Linked DNA regions of Mus musculus: all the other regions are linked to region 4. Evidence: chromatin contacts called from public HiCAR-type, HiChIP or PLAC-seq and promoter capture Hi-C data. All regions are on one chromosome and are shown on one strand. The core of a region is the stretch at or near the end of the contact, and the rest is flanking DNA. Distances in the headings are between cores, read along the strand shown.

Region 1 (3,530 bases), core at 113-2,612, 2.7 Mb after region 4:
TAGGATGCCACTGTTAGAGCCCAGTAAGGCTGGGGTATTACCCAAAGGCCAGGGTGGGCTAGGGTAGTGAGGTATTCATCCGAAGCTGGTTTGCTGACCCAGATGAAGAGACAGGAAGTATCACATCGACTAGACTGATTTATATCAACTTTCAGCAAGTCCAGGACTTTTTGGTTTTGTTTGTGGAGCTGTTGTGGTGTAGATCGCCTCTGGAGCAGTTTATAGTCCCTAGATTGGGATCTGACAGAACCAGAAACCAGATGTCACCAAAAAAAAAAACATTAAAAGTTTCTATGACTTACCAGAGGATGCCTCCATAAAATAAATACATATGTTTTTAAGGTGTTGGTGGGTTGGTTTTTGATCCTGCTGTCCAACAAACTGGAGGTGTGTGCTTTCTCCAAGGTGTGCACCCCTAAGGTACAATTCCTCAGTCCCAGAGGGCCAGAGGGCAGGATCCAGCTTCTGAATTTCTGAATTCAGCCTAAGATGGAGGCAGATTGGTTCAGCTGGACACGTGGTCTTTGGGAACGTGGTCTCTATGGTCTCTGTCTACCTCTTTTAATACAAGGTTTCTCACTGGCCTGGAGCTCACTGAATAGGCTAGACTGACTGTGTTCCTATCCTCAGCACTGGGGTTACAGGTCTGCACCAGCAACCCTGGCAGTTTTATTTTATGTGAATGAGTGTTCTGTCTATGTATCCATCTGTACACCGAGTATATGATTCCCTGGAACTGGAGGTAACAGATAGTTGTGAACTGCCGTGTGGGTGTGGGAATTGAACTCAGGAAGAGCAGCCAGTGCTTTTAACACCCGAGCCATCTTTCCAGCCCATTAAGTTTTTATTCTTTAAAGTACTGAAGGTATTCAAGCAAAACTCACAAGAGCCCCATACATACATATATGACTTTTTTCTTTTTGTTTGTTTGAGACAGGGGTTATCTTCCCTTGCTGCTCTGGAACTCGCTCTGTAGACTACACCAGGGCTGGGATTAAAGTCGTGCGCCACCACTCCCCTCTCTATTTCCATATATTTAATATATACGTATTCGTGGAAGAGTGGGCTTTCACGCAGGCTAGTGTTAATACTGACTCTTCCAAGAAGGAGCTCGGAACCTAGGGCCACTTACAGACGTTTCCTTGGTTCCACAGGTACAAGGCCTACTCACAGCTATCGTCCTTACAGGGCAATTAGTTAGGTGTGCGCAAGTAAAGCATCTCTGAGTGAGCTCGTCAGTAGCTGGTGGGCCCGTTATTACTGCGGCGTCTCCGAGGCGGAGAAACGCAGAGGAAAACCGGGAGTAGCCAACAGGACGCGCCTTCCGCCGCAGCTGCATCCGGGGGTCTGTGGCCTCCGGACTTCCGGTCCCTCCGCCTAGCTGCCCCGCTTCAGGGATGTGAGCGCCTCGCGCAAATAGGGCGGGGCGTGCCGTGCGGTGCGGTGCGCGTGCGCAGGAGCCACGAGAGGGACGAAGCCGAACCTCTGAACCGCCGCCAGGTCCGCTCCGGCTCCACGCCGCCCGTCGCGCCGCCACCCGCGTCCTTTTCCTCCTCCTCCGCCAACGCCGCCGCCGCCGCCGCCGCCATGGGAGTGCAGGTGGAGACCATCTCTCCTGGAGACGGTGAGTAGACACCCGCCGCCCGTTTCCCGGCCGCCGCTCGCAGCCACTCACCTGCAGTCTTGTCTCTCCTCAGGGCGCACCTTCCCAAAGCGCGGCCAGACCTGCGTGGTGCACTACACGGGTGAGTCGGACCGGCCGGGTGGGGCCGGGCGGGAGGGGCGGCGGCTGGGGAGTCGGGGCGTGGTGGCCGCGTGGCCGGCGGCCGAGGCCTGGGCGGTGGCCATGCCCCGAGGGACAGGCTGGGCCCGCCGCGCCGAACGGGACATGGGGTTGGCGCAGTCTCGTCCGCCCTGAACGGTGTGCGGCCCCGGATGCCGCAGGGAGCCTACTGTCCAACCGTAGAAACTGAGGCTGGGGCGAACTCATCGCCTGGCGGAGGTCACACGCTCCCGGCCAGGGACCCTTCGGGAAGATTTGAACCGTTTCTGAACCCCGATGGCTTGATGCCTTCTTCGTGCGTCGGGATTCTTCCTTCAGTAGATAGAAGGGGAGAAAATTCCTAGTCTGCCCAGCCACCCTTTCCCAGGGAAACCCTTGAATTCACCTTTCTGGGGCGGGTGGGAAACGACCCACTTGCGAAGTCATTATTGTGGCTTCACGTGCCCTCTCAGAAATAGATAATGCAATGTCTATTTCTCTTTGACCCACTTGCAAATCTCAGCCTCCATGGCAGTGATTTCCAGACCAAAGGATGTATACCATAACATTTTCCTTTCCCCTTTCTGGGAGTAGAGACTTTCTCACCCCCATTTTTAAAGATAAAGGAAACTGGGGGGTCGTGAATGCAGTGCACAGTAACTAAGTCAAAGGAGATTTTAAAGACGCGCATACTCAGCCAGAATTGAAGCATCAAGACTGCTGGCCCTGGGACCATTTTTTACTCCATGCCCTTACAAGGTCTTCCTGGGTTGGGGAGGGGGAGGGGGAGCTGACTGTGCCTTCATAGCTAGGCAGAGTGGTGTAGCCACAGCTGATATGAATCGGCTTCCCTCCCCCTCCTTCCCTTTCCCACCCTTTCCTTTGTCCCCCTCCCCATCCTTCCTCTGTTTCGTCTGCTTCTCCCTGCTCCCCTCCACTGTCACCACCCCCACCTTTTTTTTTTTTTCCTGCCTGATCTGGCCAAGCTGTTCTGGCTCAAGTTGCCTTTCTCTCCCTAATCAGGGGAGGATCCCGATCTTGAGGGAAATGACTTACAGGGAAGGGAAGACAAGACAGCCCGCTCACATCCTCCTCTCTGTGCCCCCTTACTTCTATGACTTCTTGAGTAGAGAAGCGGGCAGGAGATGGCAGAAGTTAAGGACTAGGACCTTTAAAAAGCTGCCAATGGAAGGAATATTGAAATACATCTTGGCAAGAACAGACTCTTCTCATGGACCAAATCGCAGTAGCTGTTGTGGTAAGACCAATCAGCACCTTAGTTTGGGAGGGCTAATAGAGGAACAGTCATCCGTTTAGTCACCTCTGAAAGCAAGTTGAAAAAGGATGCTGTTGCTTTTTAAAAAACAAACATGTGTTTAAGGCAGTTTTAATAGAGTTCCTCATTTGTGACCCCCCCCCCACTGTGAGATTATTTTCGTTGCTGGTTCATAACTAACTAATTTTGCTATTGTTATGGATCATAGTGTAAATATCTGTTTTCAGTGGTCTTAGGCAACCCTTGTGAAAGGGTCTTTGGACCCCCGATGGAGTTGCAACCCACAGGTTGAGAATGTGGGCACGTGGGCAGTTCCCTGCCTTCCTACAGCCCTCTTTAGCTTGGTTTGTGGCAGCCCTACCACAGTGCCTGGTTATATCTGTGTACGTCCCAGGCTGCCCATCATCCTTGCCTGCCTATGCTTCACTGCTGCTGAAAGCCAGGTACCGGCGTGTAGGCAGAAACAGTTTACTATGCTTCGTGGTGAACTGT
Region 2 (3,281 bases), core at 249-2,748, 2.6 Mb after region 4:
TTACTTTCTATGGTGAGGCCAGTCTTTGGTGAATTGGTCAAATACATATTTACCTGTTAACATCTCAGGTGTCTTAGTTTGATTTTCTGTTGCTGTAACAAAAATACTCTAACAAAGGACTAGAGAGATGGCTCAGTAGTTAAGGTCTCGGGGTGCTCTTGCAGGGATCTAGGTTTAATTCCCAGCACTCAGTTCCAGTGGATCCAGTGTTCTCTTTTGGTTTCCATAGTTACCAGGCAAGCATGTGGTACATATACAAGTAGAAGGAGCACTCATGCACATAAAGTAAATTTTAAAATCTAAAAATGTACTCTGACAGAGGCAGCTTAAGGGAGAAAGGGTTTCTTTTAGCTCACATTTCCAGGTTACAGTCCATCCTTGTGAGGAAGGCACAACCGCATGAGCCAGAGACACTATTCACACCACATCCATAGTCAAGAAGCAGAACAGAGCAAATGAGTGTGTGCATGCTTGCACACAACTCACTTACTCCACTCTCACACAGTTCAGGAGCGCCTGCCACTGGAATGGTGTCACCCACAGTGGGTAGGTCCTCTCACAATTACTCACGGACATGCAACTAGGCCAACTGGTCTAGACCGTCACCCAAACTGCTGTCTTCGCAGATAATTCTAGATTGTGTCAAAGTTGACAACTAAAAATAACTCATCAGCTATATGAGCAAATAGTATTCCTTTTAAAATGTTGCTTCCTGGATCTATCTTGTTTCTTTCCTTCAGTTTTACCTTCTTTTGTGAATGACTGTTGTGTGTAAAGGTTGACATCAAGTATCTAGCTTAGTTGCTTCCTACCTTCTATATTGATGTGGGATCTCTCACTTCAACACAGATCACTGATTAGGCTAGTTTCTAGGTAGGACACTTCCTCTGGGAGTCTCCTATATCTGCCTCCCAGGTGCTAGGATTACAGCCAGGCTGCCATGCCCACCAGCATATACATGGATGCCAAAGATCCAAACTGCAGTTCTCATTCTTGTTTAGCTATCCGTCCGGACATACAGAATGGCTCATATAAGAATGTACGTTTTCACATTTCAATTTTAGAATTACATTACTTCTTGTGTGCACATGTGCATGAACACACATGCACACAGGTACATGCATGCCATGACTTGTTTGTGAAGGTCAAAGTACAACTTGGGAAGTCTGTTCTCTTGCAGTCTCTGGGTACAGCGTCTGAACTTACCAAGTTAGGCTTGGTGGTAGATATCTTTACCCACTGAGCCATCTTTTAAATACGTTTTTCTAAAACATTTATCTTTAAAGAGACTCATGATCAACTATCATATAATTTTAGGAAATCCAGCTGCTACAACTCTACATTAAAGTAGATTTTCTCATCACATCACGTATAAAATATAATCTGTAAGACAGCTAAAGGATTGAAAGAAAACAGTCATCACTCCCAGCTGAGAGACATTTGCTCCTGGGCTCTGCTCACTTAGCTCTTAAGAAGCTATGGGAATGGACTCGGGGCAGACTGCCAATAATCTCAGCATTGCCCCTTAGCTTCAAGAATCTAGGCAAGTCACACAGCCCTTTGGCCTTCTCTTCTGCAAAGTGGAGATACCAACGTCACAGGTTGACAATGGGGACAAAAGTGAGGTATTATATATACAGCCATGTGACCAAAACTATATTATACTTAGAAGTTGGAGAACACAGAAAAATGTATGAACTTGAGGGGGCGGGAAATAGACTGCCTATGACACCAAAGGCATGAGCAACAGAAGGAATATACAAAGCAAACATAAGATTTAAAATGTTTGTGTGAAGGACTTTAAAAAGAAAACCAAGGGCTACTGGCTACTTAGCAACTGGCTTAGTGGCTGAGAAAACTGGCTGCGCTTCCCAAGGATCTGGGCTCAATTCCCAGCATCCACATAGCAGCTCACAACTGTAACTCTAACTCCAGGAGATCTGATACCCTCTCCTGGCCCCCATAGACACTAGTTATACAGGTGGTGCACAGACATTCATGAAGGCAAATCACCCATACACATAATGATTTTTTAAAAACTTAAAAAGAAAATTGAAGTTATAGAATATGAGAAAACATTTGCAAATCAAGTCTGATTCAAGGACACAGTAGCCAAAAGATGTAAAAAAAAAACAAAAACAAAAACAAAACTCTACAACTCAGCAAAAATAATTTTCAAATAGAGAAAAGAATTAATAATAATAATTCCTAGCACTTTGTATGAGACTAATATAGTGATGTCCAAACCAGACAATAGGTAAGTGCCCAGAAACAGGCCAATATCCCTCACAAACATAGATTCCAAAATTTCTCCACAAAATATCTGGAAAGTACGGGGCGTGGTGGCGCACGCCTTTAATCCCAGCACTCCGGAGGCAAAGGCAGGTGGATTTCTGAGTTCAAGGCCAGCCTGGTCTACAAATTGAGTTCCAGGACAGCCAGAGCTATACAGAGAAACCCTGTCTCAAAAAAATAAAACAAACAAAAAAGTCTGGAAAGCAAGTCTAGCAACTTATCAAAAGGATTAGCACTGTGACTTTCTCACAGAAAGGGTGATTGAACACAAGGTCTGCCAGTGTAACTAACATACCATGCTAATGTTTCCTCAGGGGAAATGGCATGATATCCTCTCAATAGACACAGAAAGCATGCAACAACGTCTAGTACCTGTGCTTGGTTGTTGTTGTTGTTTTTTTTAATCTACAACTTAAGAATAGGAGCAATTTTTAAATTTTTATCTTTATACTCTCTAGGGGAGTGGACCTCAGGTCTTCAAGGCTTGGGTGGCAAGAAGTTGACTATCCCCAGCCTCACTTCATATGATTTTGAGACTATTTCCTAACTCCAGGTAACTACAAAAACATTTTGTTAAGTGAGAGACTAGTTTTTAAAAAGTCACACACACACACACACATACACACACACACATAATGTATGATTTTACCAATATAAAATGACCAGAATGGGTCAATCTACAGAAACAGACGTTCAATGTTGCCAGGGTCTGACAGGAGGTGGAATAGGAAGTAGAACCTAATGGCTGCTGGGGCTGCAGAGGTGTGGTGTTTATATAGCCCTGTATACTAGGCTATATGCACTGGGCTATGCTAGGTTTAAATGGCTCATTTTATACCACAGGAATTTTTATCTCTATAAAAATATATACCCTTACTGCTTGGAATACATTTTGTCATAGAGCCTCAACACCCTTAAGTCACCCGAGACTGAGTGGGAGTGAGCGCCTCTCTACTCTTTTTTTGTTTTTTTTCAGTCTATTTTCT
Region 3 (3,421 bases), core at 901-3,400, 2.7 Mb after region 4:
ATTAATCGTGAGAACACTTTTTGTAGATCTACTATGTAGGCCTTGCCTTCAGTTAGCCAAGGACTGAATTTTCAGCCTTTGGGACACATGAGCAATACAAGATGATTCTCAGAGTTAGAGGCAAAAGGCCACATCAACAGATATGTCACCAGTCCTGAGATGTGTTCCTTGTGTGGCACTCTGGGCTGTGGGCTCCTCCCAGGCAGGCAGTGTCTCAGGATCTGCTATTGTACAATCTGACCAGGCTCATCATGGGGACTGTGCTGTGAGCCTGCCTGGCCAGCATCCCTGATACCTACCCCACCTTGAGTGGGCACACTGTGTCATTCCTTAGGGGATTTCCTAGCACATGACTCCTGAGTCCCTCTCTAGACACCATCATCCAACTATACCCATCAGGAATTTCTCTTCCTCTTTTTTTTTAACTTGACTTTCATATGAGTAGTGGGTTAAATGTACATTCAAAAGCTTCAAGGTTTAAAAAACATAATAGAGCCGCCAGGTGTGGTGGCGCACGCCTTTAATCCCAGCACTTGGGAGGCAGAGGCAGGCGGATTTCTGAGTTCGAGGCCAGCCTGGTCTACAAAGTGAGTTCCAGGACAGCCAGGACTATACAGAGAAACCCTGTCTCGAAAAAACAAAAAAAACAAAAACAAAATTAAAAAAAAAAACATAATAGAGATATAGAGATGGATTTGGTGGTACACACCTTAAACCTAGCACTTGGGAGGCAAAGGCAGGCAGATCTCTAAGCCTTCAAAGCCAGCCTGGTCTAAGACAGCCAAGGCTACATACAGAGAGCCTGTCTTAAAAAAGAAAAAAAAAAGAGGGACAAAGGAAAAGAAAAAGAAAGTAAACTCTGTCCTATCAACACAGTTCCTTAATTTTCCTAGGAGATTTCCAATTAGATTTTTTTTTGGGGGGGGGGGTTGTTTTTTTTGTTTTTTTTTCTTCCAAGACAGGGTTTTCCTGTATAGCCCTGGCAGTCCTGGAACTCACTCTGTAGACCAGGCTGGCCTCGAACTCAGAAGTCCACCTGCCTCTGCCTCCCAAGTGCTGGGATTAAAGGCATGCACCACCACCCCCGGCTCCAATTAGATTTTTTAAAAAAAAAATCCAAAATACTTACTGCTTTCTTAGGAAAATCATAAGTAAGGCTGGAGGGATGGTTTGATGGGTAATGTGCTTGCTATGCATATATGAGGACCTCTCCACACCCACATGAAAGTCGTGAACAGCAGGTACATTTGCACTACAGGTGCTGAGGCGGATCCCAGGGGCTTGCTGAACAGCCAGGCTAGCTTAAATGGTGAGCACTAGGTTCAGTGAGAGACCCTGTCTTAAAACTAAGGTGGAGGAGAATAGAGGAAGACTGTCAATCTCTGACTTCTACATATACACACAGGCAAAGGCAGTGTGTGTGTGTCTGTGTGTGCCCACACACACACACTTTGCTACCATTATTGGAATCTACACAACTACAAAGTGAAAAGCTCACCAGGGCCTGGAGATGTCAGGCAGCATTTGCTTAGGAGTGTAAGGCTCGGTCCCTAGCATCTCAGAAAGAATGAAAGAGAGCCGGAAAGGGGGTGGGGCTCTCTAGACTTCCTGCAGTACACACTTTTCTGAAAACAAAACCAGAGGGTATGACCTCAATGGTGATTATTCGCTGTCTCAGTATTGTTATATTTCCCCTTGGCACCTTCCTGAAATGATTTAATAATTGTGTCATCGTCTATAGATTGGTGACTCCTTTAACCAGTGTCAGGCATCTGGGATTTCTAGATTGGTTTTACTAAAAGAAACACCATGATGGATCCAGAGACTGCACTGCAATTGATTTCTAAGAAATACACTAGGTTACAACCTGCGGCCATCTTTTAAGGCCCAGGACATCTCTCTCACTGTTCTCCAGTTAACTGCCTATTGGCAGGGTGAGGCCGCCACAGTCGTGCTGACTTCCTCATAGGGCCAAGTAGCCCTAGTTCGCACCCATCTCTACAGCATCTACGCATATCAGCTGTACGCTTTAGCCCCACCCACTCGTGGGTGACTGCTCTGTTTACCGAGCCACACAGGCTTACCTGGGCCCATCCTAGTCCACGGTGAGTCAGCTGAACAAGGGGCGGGCACCACCCTTCCCAGAGCAGGAACCCAACTGGGACACAGGCGACCAGCACATGCCAGGAGGCTGCAGTGGCTGGAGAAGAGGACAGCGTGCGGAGCCAGCAGGTAAGAACAGTCCGTATCGGCTGGGATAGAGGAGCTAAACAAGACCTGCTCACAACCAATTTCTTTCCCTCCCTTGTCCTGTCTTCTAGGACTTCCTAGGTAGGTAAATTCCTTTTAATTTGCTTCACTCTTAGAAGGAAATGGGAACAAAGCTTTCCTTTTTCTGCTCCCTGGCAGGGTTTGGAGGACGTATGATTTTCTGCACTGTTCTATCTTCTACACTTACCTCTAATCTACCCTACATCCATTGGCCAGAAGGCCCTGAAGGCTATGGCTCTCTGATGCTCAGACTTTCCTTGTGGCTCCCTCTCACTCAAGAAGGGTCAAAATTCTCACCAAGCCCCATGAGCCCTCCAGGGTCTGAGCCCCTCCCATCTTCTCTGGTTTCCTCCCTCAGGGTCCTCTGAACACTGGGGGCATGCTCACCCCAGGGTCTGTGCAGTGGGCCTGACCCCCCGGAATGTTCTTGCCCACCCAATTCTTTAAGCTTTTACACAAATGTCTCTCCCCTCCACAGCAAGGCTTCCCTAATCCTACTGCCACCCTCTGCTCTCCACCCCACTTCATTCTCCTCCCCAGTTCTTCCCACCACCTGACACAGCCCACAAAGTCTTGGGGCTTTTTAATCCAGCTCTTCACTACAAAGTCCCTACATCAAAGAGTGATGATTGTGTTCACTTCTTACTGTGGGCATCCAAAACAGTGCCTGGACTTAGGAGGTGGCCCTAGGTGGGATGAGCAGACAGTTATGGAGTTGCCTATTTGTGCTAGGCACTGTGCTAAATGTTCTCCATGTGTAACCCATTTAAATAGTCTTCTCATGCCTAGATAACTCTGCTTAAAGTAACTGTTATTTTACTATAGTTACAAAATAACTATATCGGACATGGTTACAAAATAACTATATCGGACATGGAGCCTAGTCCATTCTTTGCTCTCATAGTCAGAGGCAAGCAGTAGGTTGAGCCTCTCTAAAGCCTGGCTTCTGTTCTGCCTCCCCTGGACCTTCACTGGGAGAACAGAATTTCCTGAGTCCCGTTCCCTCTGGCACAGTATAGCCCTGGAAGGAGGAGGTACATGCTTGTGGCTTAGCAACAGCCTCCTCCTTGCCGATTCACCAGATCCCTGGGCTAATTTGGCCTTACAGAAGCTATTACTCCATCACATTAACCCACGCTTCTGTTTTCTG
Region 4 (3,767 bases), core at 889-3,388:
ACTCCTTCCTTTCAGGGACAAGAGGACATGGGATGCTTCACACACGGGGATGTTTCAAGTCAGAGGGAAGAGCACTCTTAAATGATTTCTCCTTCAGAGAGACTCTCCAGAATTTTCTCAAGCATGTCATTTCCCTGTAGGTCTTCCATTTGCAATTTAAGAATAGCACTTATCCCTCTCCCCATAATGGGGCACACCAGATCAACTTGTCAGAAATGGGAAGCACAAACTGAGGGACATAGGTCGGGGTGGAGGGGTACAGGGCTCTGTGTATTGATTGCCCCGCAGGACCAAAAACAGCTCTGGATTTGGGAGAATGTCCTGATTTTCCTACTAGTTAAAGGAGACCTGCAGACCAAAGAACCTACAACTCCTTATACTTTGCTCCATCTGTTGCCACAATTAAGAGGTGCACTGGCCCTCAAGGTCCAAGGCAGCTGGGAAGTGGAGTTTTCTCAAGGTTGATCCCAGCAGCAGGAGAAAAAAATGGAGCAGGATTTAACTCGTTTGTATTTTCAAGAGAAGGTAGAAATGAGCTCTACACACTGGCATACAACTCTTTGTCGTCTAAAACCTGGGCTTCCTTTGGGTCAACTTTGGGGCTTTAGCAGCTCCTGCAGCTAGCTCCTCTGTCAGAGTCTAAGTCTAAGGTAGTCTGTCCATCTACTCAGTGGGTGGAGGGTGATTAGAGCTATCTTGGGGGGTAATTAGCAAAACCCCTGAGGGATATCCCGAGGATATTCCAGGGCCACAAGAAGAGGGAAGCAAGGCTTCTTAGAACAACTAGACAGCACCTTCTGAGAAGACACAAGGGGACCTGCCTGGTGACCTGCACCAACATGACAGCCAAGAAACTCAGACACCAATCTACACAGTTATGTGTCCCTTAAGGATAGAGGCTCCTTCTGAGAAATGTGCCCTGGCCACACTGTGTACAAGCTAATACGGCTGCAGCATCAAGGGGTTGTTTAGCTTTGAGGTTCACCCATCACAAACCGAGTCATGGCTGAAGGGAGCCTGACTGTGTGGTACAGGACTGATCACCACAGCTGTCTGGACCATTCTACAGTGCTACCAAAACAGCAAGGCAGCACAGGCAGTGCTCAGAGAAAAAGACAGGCTGCCAGACTGGATAGAAATGGCCCTTGCTAGCAGAGTCCATAGTGGAGACCAGCAAACTGAGACTTTGAGTGAAGGACCTGAGTGTTCGTGGGTTCCCAATTTTCCAAATGGAATCTTGGGTATGTAGAGAATGCCCTTGTTTTCCGGAAGTGTTGACTCTGAAAGTATACACAAAAATAAGTGACTATAAACACACACCCACGTACACGTGCTCCTGAGTAGAGCAAGGAGATTGGAACATGGCCAAGTGTTTACTGGAAGGATGGGGTGAAATCTGCCGTCTGTCAGAATGAGTTTCAAGTAGCGCGATTAAGTGAAGCCAGATCATTAGCAGTTGACATTGACCCCAGGCGGCTAAGGGAGGTGAGCTCCGCCCAGGGAGCGTTTGACCTACATCCTTAGTACCTTCTCTGGGTGGCCTTTTGGAAACAGAGCTAGGAGGCCCACCCGCTGGGCTCTTCTGAGTTCCAGAATAAACAAAAGATGAATGTTAACACAATGAGTAGACCAGAGAAGAAAGGAAGAGAGAGGACCGCTCCCATAAGAAGCAAAGGTGTTGATTAACAACTGCAGATGCAAACCGCGCCCTAGCTAGGGGTGCCTGGGTGGGAGCGGCCTGGAGACGTCGGGAGAGCAGGGGACAGCAGGGACACGTACCTGCTTACGAGCTCTCACCACCTGTATGGCGCGGCTGTGGTACGCATCGTTGCTGCCCTTGTTGTACTCGCTCACAGCGAAGTCCAACGCTCGCCGCACGCCTTCCTCATTGGCATCTGCCTCCTCCGGGGCTCCCAACATTCGCGGGCCTTGTTTTGGGGTCGCCGCCCAGGCCACGGCCAGGACGGCCAGCAGGAACAGCAAGGAGCGCAGCGGGCTGGCCATGGTTGGCTAGGACAAAGGGATAAAGCTCCAACAAGACTCTGAGTTGGTGCAGAACAGACGCTGCTACTCCGTGCGACTTTTACCCAAATGCGAGCGTTAGGGACCCGCCCGCCTCTCCTGGCTCCTCCTTTTCCGGCGGCCACCCTCCCTTTTCCGTCTGCCCCCTAGCGGGCCCCGCCTCCTCTTCCGAACGGCCCCGCCCTCCCTCTGCTTCAGTCAGCTGCTAGTCTGTTCTTGCCTTGTAGGTCAGATACCTCTTAAAGAGCTGCCAGATTCCCATTCCCTGCTGAGCCTCCCCTCCCCCATCCCTGCCCCGCCTCTCCCTTCCTTCTTCACTCTTAGCTTTCTGTTCTTACCAGTTCCTCTTCTGTGCCCTTTTCCACAGCTTCCCCTTTTACTCCAAGTTCCCTGTTTCATGAAGTGTGGTTTCACCAGAGAAGTTGGTCATTGCTCTCTGGACCCTAAAATGCCAGTGACATCTGAACCCTGTTTCTCCAGAAAGGAAAAGGGCAACGAGTCTTTAATTTCCTGCATCTTCAAAGTTCAGCCTCGATCACTTGATGGAGAGCAGGGTCACTATGTGGGAATGCTCGGAGCAGGGCTATTATTTCATTTTCCTGAAGGCCCTGTCCTAAGATACTTGTCAAAGGAAAATAAATTGATCTTGGGGGAGTGGGGAAGTGTGCAGCATTCTGTGTAACTACTCATTATCCTTAAAGAAACCATCCTAGGCTTCTTCCTAGACCAGGCCACTCTAGGGCCTGGAGATACCACAGGAGGCCAAGCCCCGAATGGATATTGTAACAGGCTGCCCAGTATATCCATCTAAGATGAACCCATGTGTCTTTTATGCTTCCTAGTAGACAGGTTAAAAACTACGGTATGAGGCTGGGTATGATGGCGCATGTATTTAATTCCAGTACATGGAAGGCAGAAGTAGGTAGATCTGTGTTCAAGACCAGCTTGGTCTACATCTCTGGTTCCAGGCCAGCAAGGGCTACACAGTGAAATCTTAGAAGAAAAAGAAGAAGGAGGAGGAGGGGGAGGGGGAGAGGGAGAGGGAGGGGGAGAGGGAGAGGGAGGGAGAGAGGGAGAGGGAGAGGGAGAGGGAGAGGGAGAGGGAGAGGGGGAGGGGGAGGAGGTGGAGGAGGAGGTGGAGGAGGAGGAGGAGGAGGAGGAGGAGGAGGAGGAGGAGGAGGAGGAGGAGGAGAAGACAGGGCTACACAGTGAGACCCTCTTGTTAAAAAACAAACAGACAAATCAGTGATAACAAAACCCAAATATTGAAGTCTTTAATACGTTTTATTTAACCTATCAAATGTAATTTCAATATATAATAATAACTCTTAAGGAAACAGATTATATTCCTTAATGTGTATAGTAATCCTTTAGAGTCTGTGTATATTTGTAACATTTAGGACCAATGTTCACTCAGTCTGACCCCCCTTTCCACATCTGCTAACTGCTGATGCTGGTGGCTATAGTACTGCATAAGGTTTAAGCTTTAAAGTTTAAGGTTTGTGCTAGTGGTAGTATGGGAGGTGATCAATAATTAAGATCAGATGATTATAATGCTCTGTAGAAAGTGAGATAGGGGGAGCAAGAGATGGGTGCCAGTAGATATTAGTTGAAAGATCCCTTTGGGATTCAAACAGTCGAGGAGTTCCACCTAGACCAGGGAGATAGCACCAGTCAGAGGGAATGACCCCTGCTTAGGTGATGAGGTCCAACAGGGCTTTTCTGTTTAGAAACAAGGAACACTG
Region 5 (3,576 bases), core at 644-3,143, 2.2 Mb after region 4:
AGTGAGGGATATCGGAAGTAAAAAATAAGGTACAAAATATAGGGGCAATGCCATGGAGAAACATTGTGGGGTGGTGGTGTGAGATAAGAGTCTTAATATGTTGTTTAGACTGGTCACAAATTCTGAAGCTCAAGGGATATTCTTGCCTTGTTTCCCAAGTCATTTTTTTTTGTTTTAAAAAGTAAAACCCAAAACTCACTGTGGCAGGGATATGAAAGATGAATTGGATGTGGTCAGCCTGGAGATAAGACTACAGCAAAAATTTACATTGGATGAGCCTTTTTGTCATTAAGGGGAGAATAAGCGAGACTGGGAGACAAGAGTGGATGGGGACGCAGTTCACTGAATGAGCGCTGGATGGTACAATCTTCCCATGTATGGCATGAAAGCTACCTGACAGTGTTATGCAGACTAATGCTCAAATTTACGAGGATCTGAGGCTAGGCATAGACAGGGGGTCTGCTGAGGCACCGAGTACTGGGAGAATTGTGATTCAAATGTGAGGTTTAATAGACCTACTTAACAAGAACCAGCCTAACACAAAACCTGAGTCTCAAAACACGGGCCTCAGCTGGATAAGAGCACCTGTTGAGTGTGCCCTGTCTGCAGTCTGAGATAATGGAGGCAGAACACACGGAAGTATGTAACGTGTGAGGGTGTCACAATGCACGGGGCAATCGACAGCGTGGAAATCTTCAGTTAAGACTGATTCCAAGTGTGGGGAGAAGTAGCTCAGGGGAGAACCTGTCTCGGATGGCGAGGAGGTAGGCTCAAACCTCAGAACCAAGAAAATAACACACACACACGCACACGCACACGCACATGCACACCCCAATTCAAAATACCTAGTGACGTTGGCACTTTGGGAGCCACCTAACCACTTGGCAAGCCTATTGTATTCTTGTGGCAGAGACAGAAGCTACGTCCCAGTGAGTGGATTTGGAAATACAGAGAAGAGAGCCCTGATGGAGACAACGGGTGGCAATTTTCCTTAAAACATAGCTGTGCAGAAAAGCACAGTCCAAGAGAGATGTAGGGTTAAAAAATTTTAAAGACCGACACGAACAAACTGTGGGTGCAATGCAGCAAGAAATGTGGAAGGTTTAAGATCCAGATAAACAAAAAACTACCTGAAGACGCATAAGACCCTTAGTATTGAAAGGGCAGGCATTTTTTTGTAAGTGGGCTTTCCACATCTGATACTCCTTCGGTTTCTCCTTGAAGCTGAAGGCAGGGGATGGAAAGTAGGGGTGGGTTAAGAGCAGGACTGGAAAAGGAAGATGTCCGACAGCATCTGTAGCTATAGCTAGGAGGGTGCAGATCAGCAATGCCTCACTAAAAGACTGCCCCCTCAGCATTTTATGTGCCGAGGGTCTCAGCACCAGAAAGCCCGGAAGGCCACAGGGAGGCCTGCAGGGAAAAAAAAAATGCTATGATGTAGGTTAAGTCCAGGCCCGCCTCTCAGAGTTATATAACTTCCTGGGCCAAAGCCTTGTCTGAGCCTCTTCCCCAAAACCCACCGCAGCCCATCTCGCGCGGGGCTGCAGCAAGAGGAGGGCGAGGGGTCTCGTCCCGCGCCGTCCGAGCCCGGGTGACCGCAGGTGGCGGCGACTCTGCAGTCGTGGCAGTTCAGAGTCCAGCACCCGGCCCCACGCGCGGGAAAGAAGCTCCACGGGCACGCAGCGGGGGGACTGAGGGTGCGGAGCGGAGTGCTGGCCCGGCAGGGGAGGGCGACGGCGCGGGGACGTTACCTCCAACATGCCTCTCCTGCTCGCCCCGGCCGTGTCGATGAGTGTGTTGTCCAGGTCAAAGAAGACCGCGCGGACCCGACTCAGCCCCATAGCCTCGGCAACCCAAGCAGCGCGCGAGCCGCTTCTGCCGCGCCGCGCATGCGCAAGGCGGTCAGGAACACCTGGGCGGAGTCTCGGAGGTCACCTGACCCTTCCAAAGCTCCGGGGTCTCCGTGGCAAGATCGCGCGAGATTCGGACACTAAATTTTATAGGGTGCGCGTGCACGAGAGGTGGATGAGTGTTATCAAGGCTTACTGCTGTGTGTGGGTGGATGGTCCTCTCCGTTAATGGCTTGGTGGGCTTGCTTAGGGCTGAGAAGGACATCCGAGCCGTACTGGAGAAACTCTCCAGACCCTTGGCTGGCCTGTCTTTCTATGGTGACCGCACAGTCTCCATCAGGAGATGGGGCAGGAGAGTGTGCCCACCAACCTCGGAACCTAGCTGCCCGGTGACTTTAGCGCTTCACTTCTTGCCCACAGCCTTGTAGGAACTAGAGCCTTCATCTGAACATCCTTTGAAAGATGCTTAGAAGAACTGAAGAGAAATGGGAGTCTCTGCAGTGTCTGCCGAATGGTTGTTCTTAAAAATGTGTATTTGTGTTTCTGTGTACGTGAGTGCCTGCAGAGGACAGACGAGGTCGTCCTGGAGCTGCAGTTGCGGCGGCTGTGAGCTGCCCACTGTGGGTGCTGGGAACTTGGGTCCTCTACAAGAGCAGTATGAGTTCTTAACCAGTGAACCATTTCTCCAGCTCCTTTCCCTCCATCTTTACTCATTTTTCTGAAACTCTGCAGCCCAAGTCTTGTGTGCCTATTAATTGCATGGTTTTCTGTAATTTCTAGCAAGGAACCGAGACTGTCTGTTAAGAACCCCACAAGATAAGTAACAAGGTTTGCCTTCTGTTGGTTGAAATCAACCTCTAATCCTTTTTTATTGATGAAATTTGGAGTCACTTTCACTAACCTGGAACTTATTGGGTCAGCCAATGCCACAGACCTGGTTCTGAGCTTTCGAATTAGGATTGGTTCTTACATTGTAAGTTATTCAGAGAAAATGAGAAAGTATTTCATAACATGTGAGAATTGATTAAATTTAATTGTCTATAGTTTCAGTTTTTGTTGTTTGTTTGTTTGTTTTGAGACAGTGTCACATTGAGTAACTGATTGGCCTGGAGCTAGCTGTGTAGACCATGCTGGCCTCAAATTCAGAGTGATTTGCCTCCCTCTGTCTCCCAAGTGCTAGTTCTCCCAAGTACCACCACATCTGGCTTGAATTAACTTCAACTAAGATCTTTGTCTATACTTGAATGATACTGGCTCCAAGTGGCTTCTGTTCATAGTGAACTGTACCCTACCTGGGTAATATATACAAATTGTGAAAAAATGGCTGGGCCTCCAGCCAGTCAGGCCCAAACCGCCAAAACTATGTAAGGTAAAGGCTGACTTCAGCCAGTCATATTGTTCTTGTCTTTTCATTGGCTACAAATTTAACTTTGAGCTGTATTGTGTTCATAAGGAACTTGTTGGCCCACCTTTGCTTGGCTGTAAAACTTCCTGTGTTTTGAGATAAACTTAACTCCTTTTGGGTGTTTAATAATTGGAATGCAGCATCCTTGAGTCTATGTAGTATACTTCTGCTTTTGCCTGACAGTGACAGAGTTGTATAACTTGACTAAAGACTAAGATGCTTAGCTCTGTACAGAAAAAAAAAAAAAAAAAAAAAAAGCTCCCATAACCTGAGGTACACAAGTCACAGATGGGTTTCTGATGCTCAGTAGAAAGAGATGAA
Region 6 (3,778 bases), core at 1,101-3,600, 2.6 Mb after region 4:
TGAAATTAGAGATACACACCACTGCCAACCAGCACTCCCCCCATCATTCTTTAGGATATATCCTTCTACCTTTAACAGGTGACCTGACACTATTTCAGTGGAAACATTTGCAGTCACCTGCCCTCAGCTGACAGAATCTGCTCAGTGACTCCCTTGCCTGTACTTTCACAGAAGAGAGATATGCAAACTTTTAAAACAAACCCTCCCGGTCTGTCTGTGATGCCCAGAACCTCCTTCCAGCAAGGTAGCAAATAGCCAGTAAGTGCAAACTGACCTGGAATGAGAGTACTGAAATAGGGATGGTGTGGGTTTGGAAATCTGAAAAGCATAATGTGCACTTAAGCTGGGCTATTCGAGGAGTAGAGTGCCATGGACGCCATAGGTGGTGGTGATGATGATGATGATGGTGATGGTGATGATGGTGATATATGTGTATGTTATCCTGGAGTAATGTTGTTGTTCTGGTGGTGGTGGTGGTGGTGGTGGTGGTAGTGGTGGAGTGTGTGTGTGTGTGTGTGTGTGTGTGTGTGTGTGTGTGTGTTAGTCTGGAAGCCATGAGTATTGTGTGGAGTGCCCTGGATATTTGGGAGAACATGTGGAATGGACTAACTGGAAGCTATAGGTTCTGGGTACATTTCATACCTGAATGACAAGAAAGTCAGCTTTAAATTGAAACCAGAACTTGACCACAGGTGGAGCTGTGGGTGATGCTGTGTATATGTAGAGAGACAGCGAAGATAGAGGCTTGGTCAGTCTTTCTCCAAACTTCCAGGCTAGGACATTTGTTTAAAACTGGGATTGAAACTATAGCCTCTCCCATGACAGGCAAGGCCTCTGGCACTGGGCTGCATCCTCTGCCTTTTAGCATGGATTCACTTTCTCACCAGGTTTAGTTTTGTTTCCCAGACTGACTTTAAATATGCTCTGCAAGGTCACTCTTTCAGTCTCAGGCACCTGAGAAGCTGGGACGGCAAGGCCCAGGTTGTACTTTTCATTAGGTGTGGTCCTACTGAACCTCTGGTTTCTGTCTTTACCTGTAAAATGGGAATACTAACCTCTACCTAGCAGAGGTTTATTTTATGATGAAATAGATAATAATGTGAACACAGCACCTTCAGCAGGCTAAGGGAACCCTAATGCCCTGCACCCACAATTATTCCTATAGTCTTCTTGATAGCTGTCAGGCTGGGCAGAGGGCTGACTATGAATCGGACCAGCATCAAAAGCAGATAGGGTTCTCCTTACTGCTTCTCTGCAATGTGTTAGGTTCCAAATGGCCTCTGTGGGCCTTTTCAGTTGGTTACAGTGGGACTGATCTGCAGTTATACCAAAGGACGGTATTCACACCAATCCAGTGCTGTCGCGTTTGCAGCCATGCCCGAGGCTGGCTTAGAAGTTGGAGATGCCCCTGGCAGAGCTACTTCCTGCTCTTCATTCTCATAGTATGACTCTGTGGAACAAAAAGACTGAAAGGGGCTCTTGCATAGACCACTCCCTGTGAGATCCTCATTGTCTGATCCATGTGTTATTTCATCCATTCACTTATTCATTCATTCACACATTCATTAGTAGTGGCTTCATGCACAGTGAATGTGGCTCTGAGTCAGGCATAGGAAGAAGAGGAGAAAAACAAAGCATATAATCAGCTGACAGGAACCTCACTGAACACTCAATAAGTTCTGGTAGAATAATTGCTGGTCACCAACTTAGCAGATTGTAGGATGGTAACAGTTTAACCTTGAAAATGAGGGATAAATAGATGGACTTAGGAGGCTCCCAGCTTCACTTGTCCCCACTTTCACTTGAGGGGCAGCACTGTTGGAGAGAGAGCTCTAAACTTTCTCTGTAGGTGACACATGTCCATCTTACCTCTGCTCTGAGTCTCCTTGTCCTGGGCCAGCCTGCCAGTGGCAATGCAATGGTGATTTGCTAGATGCTGTGGAAAGTGGCAGGCTGAGACTTATACTAGTTTAAGATAGGAAACCATGGGGATGTGAGCATCGGTTAGAACTGTTAGGGTCAAAGGACATAAGCAACAAGAAGACAGGATACTTTGTTTTATCTCTGTTATTTCCACAGCCCTTGGAAGAGCATCAAGCCATAGACAGCGTAATGCTTCAAGAAGGAAATTAATGTGCAAATAAATAATTAACGAAATAAAGGGATGAGACCATGAGTAATTTCCAGGATCTGATTTCGGGACTACTTCATCCTGTGGGAAAACCAGCCCCTCCCTACTCACTTCCATCGACCTTCTACTTCAGCCATTAAGGTGAGGCTCACATAGGGGCCACCAGAGGGCGCGAGGCGGCTAGGTTTCCCACACGGAGGGCTTTTCCTGTGGCACCGCATTGGGCGGAGCCTACGAGCAGGCGCCCAGCGGCTGGACGCGGTAGAACGGCGGGCGGAACGCAGACCTGGGGTTCGGGCTGTTGCAGTGTCCGCCGGAGCGGTTTGGGAAGTGCACGGGGCGAAGATGGCGGAGGAGCGGCAGGACGCGTTGAGGGAGTTCGTGGCGGTGACTGGCACTGAGGAGGACAGGGCCCGTTTCTTCCTGGAGTCGGCTGGCTGGGACCTGCAGGTAGCGCCGCGAGGCGGGCCGCTTCGGACGGGCTGGGGAATACGGAGTGCGGCGTCGGCTCTGCGATCCCTACGCGGCCGAAGCGCACAGTCATCCCTGCGGGGCTGGGCCCTGCCTGGCCCAGGCCTCATGGTGCCTGGGGTCGCTTGCCACGCGTCACCGGCCTGGCTTGGAAGTTCATGGAGGCGGGCGGGCCCTGCTTTGCAGGGCCTCTGTTTTCCTGCGGGCTCGCAGTGTTGGCGAGACTTTGGGCGCTGCCGCAGTCCGCGTGGAGTCGTCGCCTGGGGGCGTGGCTGCCACGGCGAGTGCCTGCGGGTGGCCGGGTGGAATCGAGTGCCCTGCTTCCAGATGGAGCCCCACCGAGGTCGCGGTGGCCTTCCGATTCCGCTTCTGCAAGGATGCTGTGCTGGTGGGGGAAACCCTGCAAGGCATCAGCCCACGCCCCACTCTTGCCTAATTGCAGGGAGAAACTACCTGTGGGATTGTGGCGCACGTTTGGGGTCTCTGCACATTTCGTAGTTAACTGTAAAATGGGAATTTCTTAGGACTTACTGTCTTGTTCACTGGCATGTAGTAAATAGTCACTAAGGAATTAATTTAGAAGGCAAAGCTCCACCAGGCATAAAATGTTGCACACTTCTGATCCCTAGAGCAACACCCATCTCTTATTGCTCAGAAACACAGTAATTAATGTTAGAAAGAATTGATTGCATAAATGTCCTTGGCCAGCCTACATCTTAGGTAGATGACGATGACTAATATTTCTTGAGTACCTACAACAAGCCAGGCACTGTTCAGCATTACAGAATGTCTCATTTACATGTCTCACATTGCAGCTGAGACTTGGAGGATAAATAACTTGCTGAAGAGCTAACTACTAATTAAACAGGTAAAGACTAACCCTATCTTATGGATAAGGAATTGGACCCTCAAAGGGACACCGAATGTGCTCACTGTGTGAGCTTTCTGATGTAACCATGTCTACTGACTGTAATATTTAGCTTCCCAAACATTAGGGATCTTTATTCCTTTAACTCTTTCAGCACTCTGGAGGCAGAAGATCTCTGAGTTCGAGACCAGCCTGATCTACATAGTTCCAGGAGTAAATAGTCCCTCTTTCAAAAACATAACAAACAGAAAGATGCTCTTAAAGGCGCTGTGAAGCCTCTGTGCTGAGTGGAAATACATAAGAGAAAA
Region 7 (3,697 bases), core at 494-2,993, 2.8 Mb after region 4:
TCATTTGCTAGAACTGTCTTAGCTCTTGCGACGGAAATGTTCTCATCTTCTGGTTGCTCTGGAAGAGTCTGGTGGGGCAAACATGAACTCCTCTCTCTCCTAATTTGCCTTCAAATTCTGAATCCTTGAAAACCTACTGTGTGTGTCAAGCCGTTATCTCAAGAGCTTTCATATGAATCTCATCTCACCCTTAGAACTCTGAGGCCGGTACCATCTCCCAGGTTCACAAATGAGGGAAGGTAAGTAACTTGTCAGGGCAGGGATATTACCATAGAATCCTCTGATGCTTCCAGTGTTGTGAGACCCAGAAGGTCAACATTCCACTCAGGAAGTCCAGAGTCAAAAGAGAATGGCCAAGGGGACCTCAATTATTTCAAGGTCCGAACCTTAAATGGTTTTAATGGACAAGTCTCCAGAGTTATTGAAGCCACACTCAAGTGATATATTAAAATTGTACGGATCATCTAGCCCAGCCTCTGCACTGAACAGACAAGCAAACAGACACCCACACCCCAGAAAATAGTAAGATGGCTACTTGGAGCCAACCAGCAAGTTAAGGCCCAGAACCTCAGCCTATCTCACTTCCTTACACCCCTTGACTTGCAGAGACCAGCATTTTCTGGGAAACTCCTCCAGCCCACCCAAGTACCCCCAGGTGGGCAGAGAAGGCCAAGGCAACAAGCAGCATGTGACCAGCCTCGCCACCCCTGCAGCGTTGAAGCAAGGGAATGTGGGGAGTTTAGAGGCTGGCAGGTGTTGCAAGCCGTCTGGCTCCCTGCTAGGGAGTGGAAAGAGAAAACAACAGATACCCTGGAAGCTCCAGGGAGACTGAGGCAAATTTCTCACTCTAGGGATCATGGGAAATTCTGCCAGATCTACTGTAAGGCTCTGATGTTTATCAGTGGGCAAGATAGGAAGGCAGTCACAGGCACTTGACCTTGTGGTGGGTGTGCTGTGCGGTTCCAAAGAGAAGCTCACATGTTTGCAGAATGCCAGAAGAGAAAAACAAACAAGAAGGGCGAGGGGTTAGTTCCCTAAAACCCATCTACTAGATGTCAAAGACCTTGGGCGTCTTCCCTACTGAAAACAGCATCCTCTAATTAATTAGTAAATTTCACGCTAGGGAGAGGGGTGCTTACGAGGATGTGGGGGAATGGAGGGAGGCTAGGGATGAGTCACGTTAATCCCCTCCTCGCCTGGTACCTCTGCGGGATCGCGCCACCGCAAGCGGTCTCAAACTGACCCTGGCGGCCGCGGAGCCACGGAGGCCCCCTCCCGCTCCGCCGTGGCCTCCTCACCTGGGTCCACTCGCCCTCCGCAGTCCGGCCGGCTCGCACGACTCCCGCGCCGCTTGGCGCAGCGCCTCTGCAGTCGCTGCAGCAGCCGCCTGGCGGTGATCAGCAACCTGCGGCGGTGGGGAAGAGAGAGACAGAGGCGGGTGAGCGCCGGTGGCCGCAGCCCGCAAGCTCGGAGGACACGCTGCCCGCCGCGGGCTAGGGCAGCTCCTGTGCTTGGCCGGCGCCCCGCACCCCCGCAGTTGCACTCCTGGGTGCGGCGGGTGAGGCTGGGCGGTGGGCCCGGAGGTCCCCGGGGTCCTTGTCATCACCTGCGAAGGCTTCCATGGTTTGGGCTGCCCCCAGGAGGGCAGCCGGATTGCTCTCCCGAGCCCCAGCTGAAGGTGGCTAGCGGGTGCTTGCTGGGGCTGGGGCTGCGGGGAGGGAGAGGTGGAGGGCGGGGAAGGAGAGGTGGATGGAGGGGGATGAGCCAGTCGGCAGCTCGCCGGCAGCTGCGTAAGCCTCCCGTCTTCACTTTCCTTCTTAAAGAGATAGTTGGTTTCGCTCTGAGAGCCCTGGAGCCAAGACATCAACAAGCATGCATGGGGTCCTTTATTACCTCCAACTAGCTGTTGCTCAGAGGTGGGGGATGGGAAGGACTTCAAAGGGTATCTATCCCTTCAGCTTCTGGGCCTCAGTATCTCACCCCTTGGCACACATTAAGTAGTAGTATTATCTGGACGCCTTTAGAAACATTTTTGACCCCCTAAACCAATTTGTGAATGTCAGGAGTTATTTAATGCGAACAGCTCTTGCCTTAAAAAAAAAAAAAAAATCTTAAAATCCCGAAGGTATTTAAGAAATGTTATCCTTTGCAGTATTAAAACAGTAAGCTGGAAAGTTGGGCAATAAAAAGCGAATTAATCCTTATTGTGGGTTTGTCTCCTGCCTTTTACCTGACATCAAAGGGCTCAAGGGACCACAAAGTCCAGGAAGCTGGATTTCTAGCGCTCCCATTTCTGGCCGCCATAAGTTAACTTGCTGGCCTGGTTTCTTGCCTGCCCCACTGGGTGCAGTAGGAAGGGGCTCCCTTCTTGAAGCAGCCCTTTCTGGTCAGCTGGGCCTTTGCTCACTACCTTCTGGGAAGTTTTCACCTTGCTGTCTTGCTCTTATTCTAGCTCAACTCGCTGGTGTCCTCTCACATGACTTTGCCCGCCACTCATTTTGCTCTTTTGCTCTTAAATTCTTCCTTGCTGGGCCTCTACCCCCAGCTTTTATTTGCTAGTTCATGGGTTTGGAACAACCGAGACGTCCAGTTTGCTCCTTGGACTCCTCAAAGTCTCTGCTCAGACACTGCTATCTCAGGGAGGTCATCTGCCATTGTCAACTTGACTGAATTTACAGTCGACTCGGAAACATATGTTTGAATATGTCTGTGAGGGTGTTTGCAAAGAGATTTCCCTAAGGAAAGAAGAAAGGCCCACTTTGGACGTGAGCTAGGGCCCGGACTGGATAGGGTGAAAAGAGAAAACTCATTGCGTAGGAACATTCATCGCTTTGCTTCCTGACTGAGGACACAACGCGACCATAAGCTTTCTGCCATGTCTCCTCTGACATGATAAACTATATTTCCCTCAAACTACAGCCAAAATAGTCCTTCCCTTTTAAAGTTTCCTTCTGTCAGAGATTTGGTCAAGGTCCTGAGAAAAGTAATAGACCTTTTCCAGTCAACCTACAGAGCGCACCGACCTCCTCTTCCTTCAGTCGCTTGTTCTTGCTGTATGTACACATAAACGTGTGTTTGTGTGGGTGTAGGTGTGTACCCCGGAGCTTGTATGTGTGTGGGTGTGTGTGCACACCAGAGGTTGTGTGGATGGGTGGGTATATGTATGTACACCAGAGGTCCTTTTTAAAACCACTCACCACTTTCGTTTTTGAGACAAGGTCTCTCAATGAGCCTGGCTGGAGCTCACTCCCTGATTCACTACACTAGTGTGGCCCTGCCTGGCTTCTTTACCTGGCTGTTTAGATTCCCATGCTCACTGGAAGGCACTGGAGTGGCTGAGCCACCTCCCCAGCAATGCCCTCCCTCATGCATTTATGTCTGAGTTTTGCTGTTTTAATTATCTGTAACTGAAAAAAGACAGTTAGTTACTACCTGTGATAATCTACATCACCTCCCTTAGAATGTACACATTGTGAGGGAAAGAACATTTTCCTCTTGCTATATCTTTAGTGCCTAGGACTGAAGCTAGCACATGGAAGATGATCAATAAATGCTGGCCTGGACTGAACTTGGTGCCTCTACTCTCTACCCATGCTGAGTTTTCCAACAGAATTAGCAAAGCAACTTCATTAATTTACATTAAGTCTCTGCACTATTGGCCTGCTATTTCAAAAGTAGCTTTGTAAATATTCATAAT

Evidence for each region. Promoter capture Hi-C pulls out the DNA fragments that hold promoters and counts their contacts. HiCAR-type assays count read pairs that join an accessible place to other places. HiChIP or PLAC-seq counts read pairs in DNA pulled down with a chosen protein or histone mark.
Region 1: a contact with region 4 is called in a HiCAR-type map of astrocytes, with 8 times the contacts expected there. The contact joins the promoter of Fkbp1a here to the promoter of Cst3 in region 4. A contact is called at or near these places in 4 of 39 promoter capture datasets (cranial neural crest, frontonasal cranial neural crest, hippocampal neurons and 1 more), 2 of 115 datasets of contacts at active chromatin or transcription factors (astrocytes and bone marrow-derived dendritic cells) and 2 of 9 other capture datasets (adipose tissue and liver).
Region 2: a HiCAR-type map of astrocytes shows a contact between it and region 4, with 6 times the contacts expected there. The contact joins the enhancer-like site here to the promoter of Cst3 in region 4. A contact is called at or near these places in 3 of 39 promoter capture datasets (cranial neural crest, hippocampal neurons and pre-B cells) and 3 of 115 datasets of contacts at active chromatin or transcription factors (astrocytes, bone marrow-derived dendritic cells and large pre-B cells).
Region 3: a contact with region 4 is called in an H3K27ac HiChIP or PLAC-seq map of bone marrow-derived dendritic cells, with 13 times the contacts expected there. The contact joins the promoter of Sdcbp2 here to the promoter of Cst3 in region 4. A contact is called at or near these places in 1 of 39 promoter capture datasets (cranial neural crest) and 2 of 115 datasets of contacts at active chromatin or transcription factors (astrocytes and bone marrow-derived dendritic cells).
Region 5: a promoter capture Hi-C map of pre-B cells shows a contact between it and region 4, with 5 times the contacts expected there. The contact joins the promoter of Nanp here to the promoter of Cst3 in region 4. A contact is called at or near these places in 7 of 39 promoter capture datasets (the C10 cell line, cranial neural crest, frontonasal cranial neural crest and 4 more), 1 of 484 Hi-C or Micro-C datasets (CD4 T cells), 2 of 115 datasets of contacts at active chromatin or transcription factors (bone marrow-derived dendritic cells and pro-B cells) and 2 of 9 other capture datasets (adipose tissue and liver).
Region 6: a promoter capture Hi-C map of second pharyngeal arch cranial neural crest shows a contact between it and region 4. The contact joins the promoter of Nsfl1c here to the promoter of Cst3 in region 4. A contact is called at or near these places in 8 of 39 promoter capture datasets (cranial neural crest, embryonic stem cells, frontonasal cranial neural crest and 5 more), 2 of 115 datasets of contacts at active chromatin or transcription factors (astrocytes and large pre-B cells) and 1 of 9 other capture datasets (liver).
Region 7: a contact with region 4 is called in a promoter capture Hi-C map of second pharyngeal arch cranial neural crest. The contact joins the promoter of Snph here to the promoter of Cst3 in region 4. A contact is called at or near these places in 4 of 39 promoter capture datasets (cranial neural crest, hippocampal neurons, maxillary cranial neural crest and 1 more) and 1 of 115 datasets of contacts at active chromatin or transcription factors (astrocytes).

The regions. Positions count from the first base shown.
Region 1 is chr2:151,541,121-151,544,650 of GRCm38.p6, forward strand. Fkbp1a (FK506 binding protein 1a) reads left to right here and starts at 1,363. Exons shown (of 5, transcript NM_008019.3): 1 at 1,363-1,624; 2 at 1,698-1,745. The coding sequence starts at 1,588. Gm14167 (predicted gene 14167) reads right to left here and starts at 1,351. Exons shown (of 3, transcript NR_166213.1): 1 at 1,133-1,351; 2 at 303-484.
Region 2 is chr2:151,521,208-151,524,488 of GRCm38.p6, forward strand. It overlaps Gm52533 (a long non-coding RNA gene), which reads left to right. Exons shown (of 2, transcript XR_003953956.1): 2 at 2,754-3,281. Among named protein-coding and RNA genes, the nearest start is that of Gm52533, 4.3 kb to the left of the region's middle. Within about 2 kb of position 1,499, at least 2 of the 459 cell types and tissues checked have an H3K27ac peak or open chromatin away from gene starts, as enhancers often do. A contact at or near this core is called in astrocytes, where this site is marked.
Region 3 is chr2:151,570,473-151,573,893 of GRCm38.p6, forward strand. It overlaps Sdcbp2 (syndecan binding protein (syntenin) 2), which reads left to right and starts at 2,151. Exons shown (of 9, transcript NM_145535.2): 1 at 2,151-2,232. Gm39959 (a long non-coding RNA gene) reads right to left here and starts at 1,553. Exons shown (of 3, transcript XR_866853.2): 1 at 1,499-1,553.
Region 4 is chr2:148,873,374-148,877,140 of GRCm38.p6, forward strand. It overlaps Cst3 (cystatin C), which reads right to left and starts at 2,139. Exons shown (of 3, transcript NM_009976.4): 1 at 1,780-2,139. The coding sequence starts at 2,004.
Region 5 is chr2:151,037,486-151,041,061 of GRCm38.p6, forward strand. Nanp (N-acetylneuraminic acid phosphatase) reads right to left here and starts at 1,894. Exons shown (of 2, transcript NM_026086.2): 1 at 1,752-1,894. The coding sequence starts at 1,841.
Region 6 is chr2:151,491,832-151,495,609 of GRCm38.p6, forward strand. It overlaps Nsfl1c (NSFL1 (p97) cofactor (p47)), which reads left to right and starts at 2,351. Exons shown (of 10, transcript NM_198326.3): 1 at 2,351-2,581. The coding sequence starts at 2,477.
Region 7 is chr2:151,630,850-151,634,546 of GRCm38.p6, forward strand. Snph (syntaphilin) reads right to left here and starts at 1,744. Exons shown (of 6, transcript NM_198214.3): 1 at 1,607-1,744; 2 at 1,299-1,405.